Regions from separate parts of the Pan troglodytes genome. Here region 2 is linked to region 1. The links are chromatin contacts, called in public HiChIP or PLAC-seq maps. All regions are on one chromosome and are shown on one strand. Each heading gives the region's core, a stretch centred on a gene start, on an enhancer-like site or on the middle of the called end of the contact. The rest is flanking DNA. Distances are from core to core; before and after follow the strand shown.

Region 1 (3,560 bases), core at 31-2,530:
TCTGCGGGGGGGCAGTGGGGACTTTAAGTTTGCCCAGTAGATATCCAGGAGTAGGTCAGCGTGGTGGCTCATGCCTGTAATCCCAGCAGTTTGGGAGGCCGAGGCGGGAGGATCAGTGAAGGTTGGGAGTTCGAGACCAGACTGGCCAACATGGCAAAACCCCATCTCTACTAAAAATACAATAATTAGCCACGCGTGGTGGTGCGCACCTGTAGTCCCAGCTGCCAGGGAGGCCGAAGCAGGAGAATCGCTTGAACCCGGGAGGCAGAGGTTGTAGTGAGCCGAGATCGCGCCACTGCACTTCAGCCTGGGCGACAGAGCGAGACTCGGTCTCAAAAAAAAAAAAAAAAAAAAAAAAGATATCTGGGAGCATTCTAGATTACATCAAAGACGAAATAGCGTGCATCAGGTAGGATTTTGGCTTTTGTTCTAACAAAAATGAGAGGCTGCTGTAAGGTTTTGAGAAAAGTGTCTGATTAAGGTTTTCTAACAGAACTACCCTGCCGGCTACACTTAGAGTAGATGCTGAGTGGCCAGGGTAGAAGCAGGAAGACCAGTTAGGGGGTTAGCGCAGTTCAGGGAAGAGACGATGGTGCCCTGAACCACGTCTGACAGCAGGGAGGGTTTCTTGATGGTTTGAAAGCCGAGGTAAAGGAAAGGAGTCAAGAGTAACACACGCTTGCGTCCTACACCAAAGGAAAGCCACTGCGGTCAGCGGGAGCCAGGGAAGACCCTGGGAAGGGCAGGTGGTTTGTGGTTTTGGTGGATGGAGGGCGAAGGAATCAGGATTTCAACTTGGGGCACGTGGGACGGTCAGGAGAGAAGTCTGAGCTGGAGATGCAGGGATGTCGCCAGCACACAGCTAGTGTCTCCAGCCACGAGAGCAAACACATACATACTTTCAGGTGGGCTAAGTGCCATGGAAAAAAAGAGAAAAGGGAGGCGAGAGTGTGTGTGGGGGCGGGAACGATGCAAAAGATGGCCGGAGGAGGCCTTTCTGAGAAAGGGACGCCGGCTTTCCCTCCGAGAAAGGGAAGCGAGAAGGGCGAGAAGCGCTTGCGAAAAAGCTGGCAGAGTGGGGCCGGGCGCGGTGACTCAGGCCTGAAGTCCCTGCACTTTGGGAGGCCAGGAGTTCGAGACCAGCAACAGAGCGAGACCCCCATCTCTGCTTTATTAGATAAAAATAACTTTTATTTTTTTGAGACAGTCTCGCTCTGTCGCCCAGGCTGGAGTGCAGTGGCGTGATCTCGGCTCACTGCAAGCTCCGCCTCCCGGGTTCACGCCATTCTCCTGCCTCAGCCTCCAGAGTAGCTGGGACTACAGACGCCCGCCACCACGCCCAGCTAATTTTTTGTATTTTTAGTAGAGACGGGGTTTCACCGTGTTAGCCAGGATGGTCTCGATCTCCTGACCTCGTGATCCGCCCGCCTCAGCCTCCCAAAGTGCTGGGATACAGGCGTGAGCCACCGCGCCCGGCCAATAATTTTCAAAACAATAAGAAAATCTAGCAGTGCGCATCCAACCCAAGGCCCTCGCAGCCAGAGCAGAGGCACCAGGGCGGCCAGGCGAGGCGCTGGGAGGAAGCTGGTGCTTCTCGGAGTCCGAGACCCGGGCTGGGGAGAGCCCGAGGCAGAGCCCGAGGACCCTGGCTCTCTGGCGGGCGTCCTGCCCAGCGGCGTGATTACGGGGCCGCCGAAACCGAAACTCATCTACTGGACACTTCCAGCTTCCTCCAAAGGCTGAGCAAGCTGGGCTACAAGGCAGATTTCGTGTCTGCTGCCAGGCTCGACCGCTTTACAGCCAATCCTCTCTCGTCTGGTAAACGCGTAAAACCTACACAATCACAACTTTCACAACGAGAGGGAAGCCGCAGGCCTCTCGTCGGCGCACAGGCCGCCTCGCCCGCGTCACTCTGAGGTAACAGCCTTTCTCTTCAAACGCTTCATGGAACTCCAGGACGCCAAGCCTCTTCCACTACGGGTCGAAGGATGGGTCACGTCACATTGCGCGAACAAGGATGGTCACGCGCCACAAAAGGACTTGCAGGGCGGGGCGACTCGACGGCCTTCCCTTTTGCTCCCATTGGCTGCGGTCGTCAGCTTCGCCTCCTCCACTACCTACCGGGGAGTTCAGGGCCTGACAGAAGCCCGCCCCCGCTGGCGCTCGTGCGCACGCGTGGCGGGCTCTCGGCGCACTGAGCAGGCGCGGCCTCGTGTCGGCCGGAGGGGGCGGGCGCAACGACGCGCGCTGCGTCCCGGCGCTCGGCTTTCCCTCCGCCGGTCCCGCCCTCCGTCGCGGCGGCGCGGTGTACCCTGGGATAGGGAGCGATCTCCGAGCGAGGCGGCAAGATGGACGCGGGATTTTTCCGCGTAAGTAGAAGCGCCGGGCGCCGGGGTGAGGCCAGGGACTTCTCGGTAAGGCCTGGTAGGAGACCTTAGCTTGGCACAGGGTGGCCAGCGAGGGGAGCTTCGGAGATCCTAAGGATTCCTCCTAGAGCCGGCGCACCCCCCCCCCCGCGCGCTGCGGCGGAGACCGGTGCGCCCCTGCGCAGTCTCCTCCTCCGGAATGGTCCCCCCTACGCGGCGGCGACGGTGGCCGGAAAATGGCGGCGGGAATGGGCCGGGATGGTACCTCGCTGCCCGCCTGCCTGGCGGGGCCTGCAGGCCGAGCGCCGTGCGTGCCGCCGGGTCCTGGGGCCTAGCGGAGCCGGAGGAGGAAGTCCCGAGTGGGAGGCCAAAGGAAAGCCCTAAGGTCACTGGTGGCGGCAGGGCAGGGAGAATATGGTTTGGGGGTACATCTTGGGAGAGCACCTTAGGGGAGGGAGGACAGGAAGAAGCATTCAGCGGCTTTTTTTGAAAAAGCGCCCTCCCCGCCCCCCAACGTCCTCCCTCCAGGTCCTAAGCCTTCGTGGAGGCGCCAGGTCAGGGTTCGCGGGAGCTCCCGCCCAATTTGATATCCCTTCAGGGAGGGGGACGTAGATAACTTGTTGGGACAATGTGAATTTAAGGTTCTGTGAGGGTAGAGGGTGCAACGAAAACTATGCGCGGGTATGGAGGCAGGTTGTGGAGTGATTCAATTCCTTCCCGCCCTCCACATCCCTCACCACCCGCCACCATCGTGTTTTACTCTTGGAGTCCGCTGGTGAAAGGTGACTCTTACCTAGGCTCTGCCAGCGTCGTCTGCCCATCGCCTGCAGGCAGGGAAGTTACTCCGTCGTAGTTGGTTCTCGGGGCCCACACTTTATCAGGCTCGTGCTGGAGCCTGTGTGTCCCATAGTCCCCTCCTGTAGGAAATTAGCACTAGATCAAGATCTAGAAGGGACACAGGACTAGAGTTGAGCACCATTGGTTTCTCAGGGCTTGCAAACTGTTAATGCAGAATGAAACCGTATAGAAACTAGTTGATCTAAGCCAATATATCCGTTTTCTGAAATACACGTTAGCTCTTCTCTTTAGAGCATGTAATTTGCAGTTTGTGTGTTTTCAAAGGAAAAATTGGAAGGGGGGAGGGCCAGAACTTTAGTAAAAATATCTTTGGACACTCCGAATTGGACATTGAAA
Region 2 (3,672 bases), core at 916-3,415, 450 kb before region 1:
GGGGGCTGGAGCATCCCTGGCTGGCCTAGTGACCCAGTGGATGGACAGCCTGTCCCAGGTGCCTACCCTGGAGGCCAAAGCTAGCCAGGCTTGCTTTAGCCCGTCTTTTCTCTTCTGTGTGCCTCACCTTTGCCGTCCTTCTTGAGGAATTCCCTGAATTGCTCCAAGCCTCAGTTTTCCCATCGGAAAAGTAAGAATAATATCTACCTCCTAGGATGGCTGGGTCGTGAGGCTTCCAGAATAATGCGGTGCCTGGCACAAAGAAGTTGCTGAATAAATATAGGCTTTTATGATGATTGGATTATGCCCAGGGACCTTTACAGCTCTTTAAACTGTGAGTCCAAGACTAGGAAAATATCCTGGGGGCAATTTCTGGACCTTCTCTTCCCTGCTTTGGTTGGAGTCGTGGGCGGTGAGGTTTGGTGGTTGGGTCCTACGGCGAGGAATTTTGTACCTGACACCTTACTTATCAGTAGAGGTGGGAAAACAACAACAACAACAACAACAACAACAACAACCACCACCACCACCACCACCACCACCAAAAGAAAGGCGTCTTGTTAGAAAGCAGGGCACAGGCGACCAGAGCTCCGTCCCACCGGAGGCCTGGCAGGAACGGGAAGGGACATCAATCGGTCCCACTTTCCCTACTGTCCACACTTTAGGGTCAAGTGTGGTTTTCACGCAGGGATCAGTGCTTTCTTTAGGAAACATTAAAAAGCACTTTATTAAAAAATATGCAGTATCAAACTGCCGCTGTCTTTTTTCTCCAGTTCTCCTGAAGCTGGAAGCATTAGGAAACTGGATTCGTTTCCTGCGGGAGAGGAATATCAAAGACCCGGTTCTGTTCAGTCCTGGGAAGAAACAAACTGGGGGCGCGTAGGCAGGGCCGATTCGCACCCGGCTCGGGTGGCTGCGGACCCCGTGCCTGTCCCAGGAGCTCCGGGTCCGAGGGTGGGCGCGGCCCGGCCCGGGGAGCCCTCTTCCCCCTCCCTCCCGTGGCCCCGCGCACTTACCTGGAGCGGCCTGCAGCAGGCACAGGAGCAGGGGGCCCCAGCGCTCGGGCCCCGCCATGGCCTTCCCGCCGCGGCGTCCCCGCCCGGGCCCAGGTCCCCGCCTCCCGCCTCCCGCCTCCCGTCTCCTAGCCCACCGCGGGCAGGTGACGCAGTCGGCAGCCAATGGCCCGCAGAGCCGCGGTCCCGTCCCTGCCGCCCAGGATTCACTGAGAAGGTCCCTGGGGACAGCCCCGCCCCGGGGGGGGGGGGGGGGAGCGCGCCGGCCCCCGCGCTCGAAACTCGCCCGTACCTCTGCTTCATCTGCACTTAGTTTTGTTTTACTCAATTCCCGGAAAAAAAAAAAATCAGTAAATCCGTGCACGGGGGAAGGGCAGGGGAGGGGAAGAAACCGGCTGATGATCAATAACCCACGGCCAGTCCAGTGCTCCAGGACGGGCCATTTTGGCAGGATTAGGGAGAGTTCAAGGCCGGTTTGGCTACGCGGCCTCAATGCCATTGGCGGGATCCGAGCGCGTTTCTGAGCCGGATGCTGAGCTCAGCGCCTTACACACGCGATTCCCTTTAATGCCCCCGGGGATCCCGGCGGATCCGTGCTGCCCTTCTCCACGTACTTCTCTCCCGGGGAGCGGCAGGCCCCAGAGCTTCAGGTGCTTGTTCTGGGGAAAGCTGTCTTTCTGACCCCGAAGGCTGTGGTGTTCACCTGGACAGTAGTAGCTTCCCAGTAAGGCACACGCCTCGACGCGCAATATTATGCGGCCCTTTAGGAGGACGTTGCCGAATGGTGTGTATCGACACCGAGGTGTTTGCAACACACTGAGAAACAGAAAAGCGAGTGCTAAAACATAGGCCCATTAAAAAAGTGTGTGTGTAGCCGGGCGCGGTGGCTCACGCCTGTAATCCCAGCACTTTGGGAGGGTGAGGCGGGTGGATCGCCTGAGGTCAGGAGTTGGAGACAAGCCTGGCCAACATGGTGAAACCCCGTCTCTACTAAAAATACAGAAAATCAGCCGGGCGTGGTGGCACTCACCTGTAATCCCAGCTATCAGGGAGGCTGAGGCAGGAGAATCGCTTGAACCCAGGAGGCGGAGGTTGCAGTGAGCCGAGATCGCGCCACTGCACTCCAGCCTGGGCGACAGAGTGAAACCCAGTTTCAAAAAAAAAAAAAATTGTGTGTGTGTGTGTGTGTGTGTGTGTGTGAGTCTGTCTGTATGCATAGAAAGATATTTGGAATAATAATTACCAAAATATTAATGGTTGTTGTCTTTGGGTGATGAGGATTTTCTTTTTCAACTTTCTTCTTTTCTGATCATATTTCGTTTCCAATTTTTTGATAATTATTTGAAACTGGGATCAGCTTTGGTCCCATCAGTTTTTGGAAGAGAAAATGATTTTCACAGAGCTTGGTGGGTCCAAAAGTTGCTCTGAGTTTAACCGCGGGGGAAATTTCTTTTGGAAATTTCAGGATGCTTCTGGGACTAGCATCAAGGCTTCTGCTTAATCAGGATTTTTTTTCTTTTTTTTTTTTTTAGACGAAAGCTCTGTCGCCCAGGCTGGAATGCAATAGTGTGATCTTGGCTCACTGCAACCCCGCCTCCTGGGTTCAAGCTATTTTCTCACTTCAGCCTCCCAAGTAGCTGGGATTACAGGCACCTGCCATCATGCTCAGCTAATTTTTGTAGAGATGGGGTTTCACCATGTTGGGCAGGCTGGTCTTGAACTCCTGACCTCAGGTGACCTCAGCCTCCCAAAGTGCTGGGATTACAGGCATGAGCCACTGTGCCTGGCCTTAATTAGGATCTCTTAACAAAGCCCTGCTCACAGAGGACGCAATTCCACCTCAAAGGCGCAGGGTGGAGGAGGATGGAAGAGCAGCAGGCACGGTCAGTGTTGGTATCTTGGGATCTCTGAAATGTTGACTGCTGACTTTCTTTTCTCCTTCCTTCCTTCCTTTCTCTCTTTCTTTCTTTCTTTCCTTTCTTCCTTCCTTCCTTCCTTCTTTTTTCTCTCTCTTTCCTTCTTTCTTGCTTTCTTATTTTCTTGCTTTCTTTTTTTTTGACAGAGTCTCACTCTCACCCAGGCTGGAGTGCAGTAGCGTGATCATGGCTCACTGCAACCTCTACCTACTGGTTCAAGCGATTCTTATGCCTCAGCCTGCCAAGTAGCTGGGACTACAGGCGTAAGCCACCATGCCCAGCTAATTCGTGTATTTTTAGTAAAGACGGGGTTTCGCCATGTTGGCCAGGCTAATCTCGAACTCCTGGCCTCAAGTGATCTGCCCACCTCGGCCTTCCAAAGTGCTGGGATTATAGGCATGAGCCATGCACCCGGCCCTGAAATGTTGACTTTCATTTCCACCCAGCAACTGCAACTCTTTCAGACCCGGAATCCCACTGCGCTTGGAGCGGTTCAACAGCAGGGACAGAAATATCTTCATTTGCCACCTGCTCCACCCATGGGCTCCTGTGCTATGCATCTGAAACCCGCACTTGCTCTTTTTTGACAATTTGTTTCTCACATGTTTGTTCTCTTGTTCCTCTTCCCCCACCTCCCCGCCCACGCATAGTTTCGAGTTAGGAAATTGTGTGTTCAGATGCCTTGATCCTTCAAGAGACATTTTGTGACTATGAGCTTGGCCAAGTTGGATCTTTCAAAACCT

What was found. HiChIP or PLAC-seq counts read pairs in DNA pulled down with a chosen protein or histone mark.
Region 2: a contact with region 1 is called in an H3K4me3 HiChIP or PLAC-seq map of stem cell-derived excitatory neurons, with 7 times the contacts expected there. The contact joins the promoter of IFNLR1 here to the promoter of SRRM1 in region 1. A contact is called at or near these places in 2 of 7 Hi-C or Micro-C datasets (blood and stem cell-derived neural progenitor cells), 1 of 1 datasets of contacts at active chromatin or transcription factors (stem cell-derived excitatory neurons) and 1 of 1 other capture datasets (stem cell-derived neural stem cells).

Annotation. Positions count from the first base shown.
Region 1 is chr1:206,368,591-206,372,150 of NHGRI_mPanTro3-v2.0_pri, reverse strand. It overlaps SRRM1 (serine and arginine repetitive matrix 1), which reads left to right and starts at 1,280. Exons shown (of 18, transcript XM_063784629.1): 1 at 1,280-2,369. The coding sequence starts at 2,349.
Region 2 is chr1:206,823,923-206,827,594 of NHGRI_mPanTro3-v2.0_pri, reverse strand. It overlaps IFNLR1 (interferon lambda receptor 1), which reads right to left and starts at 2,165. Exons shown (of 8, transcript XM_016956381.4): 1 at 2,044-2,165.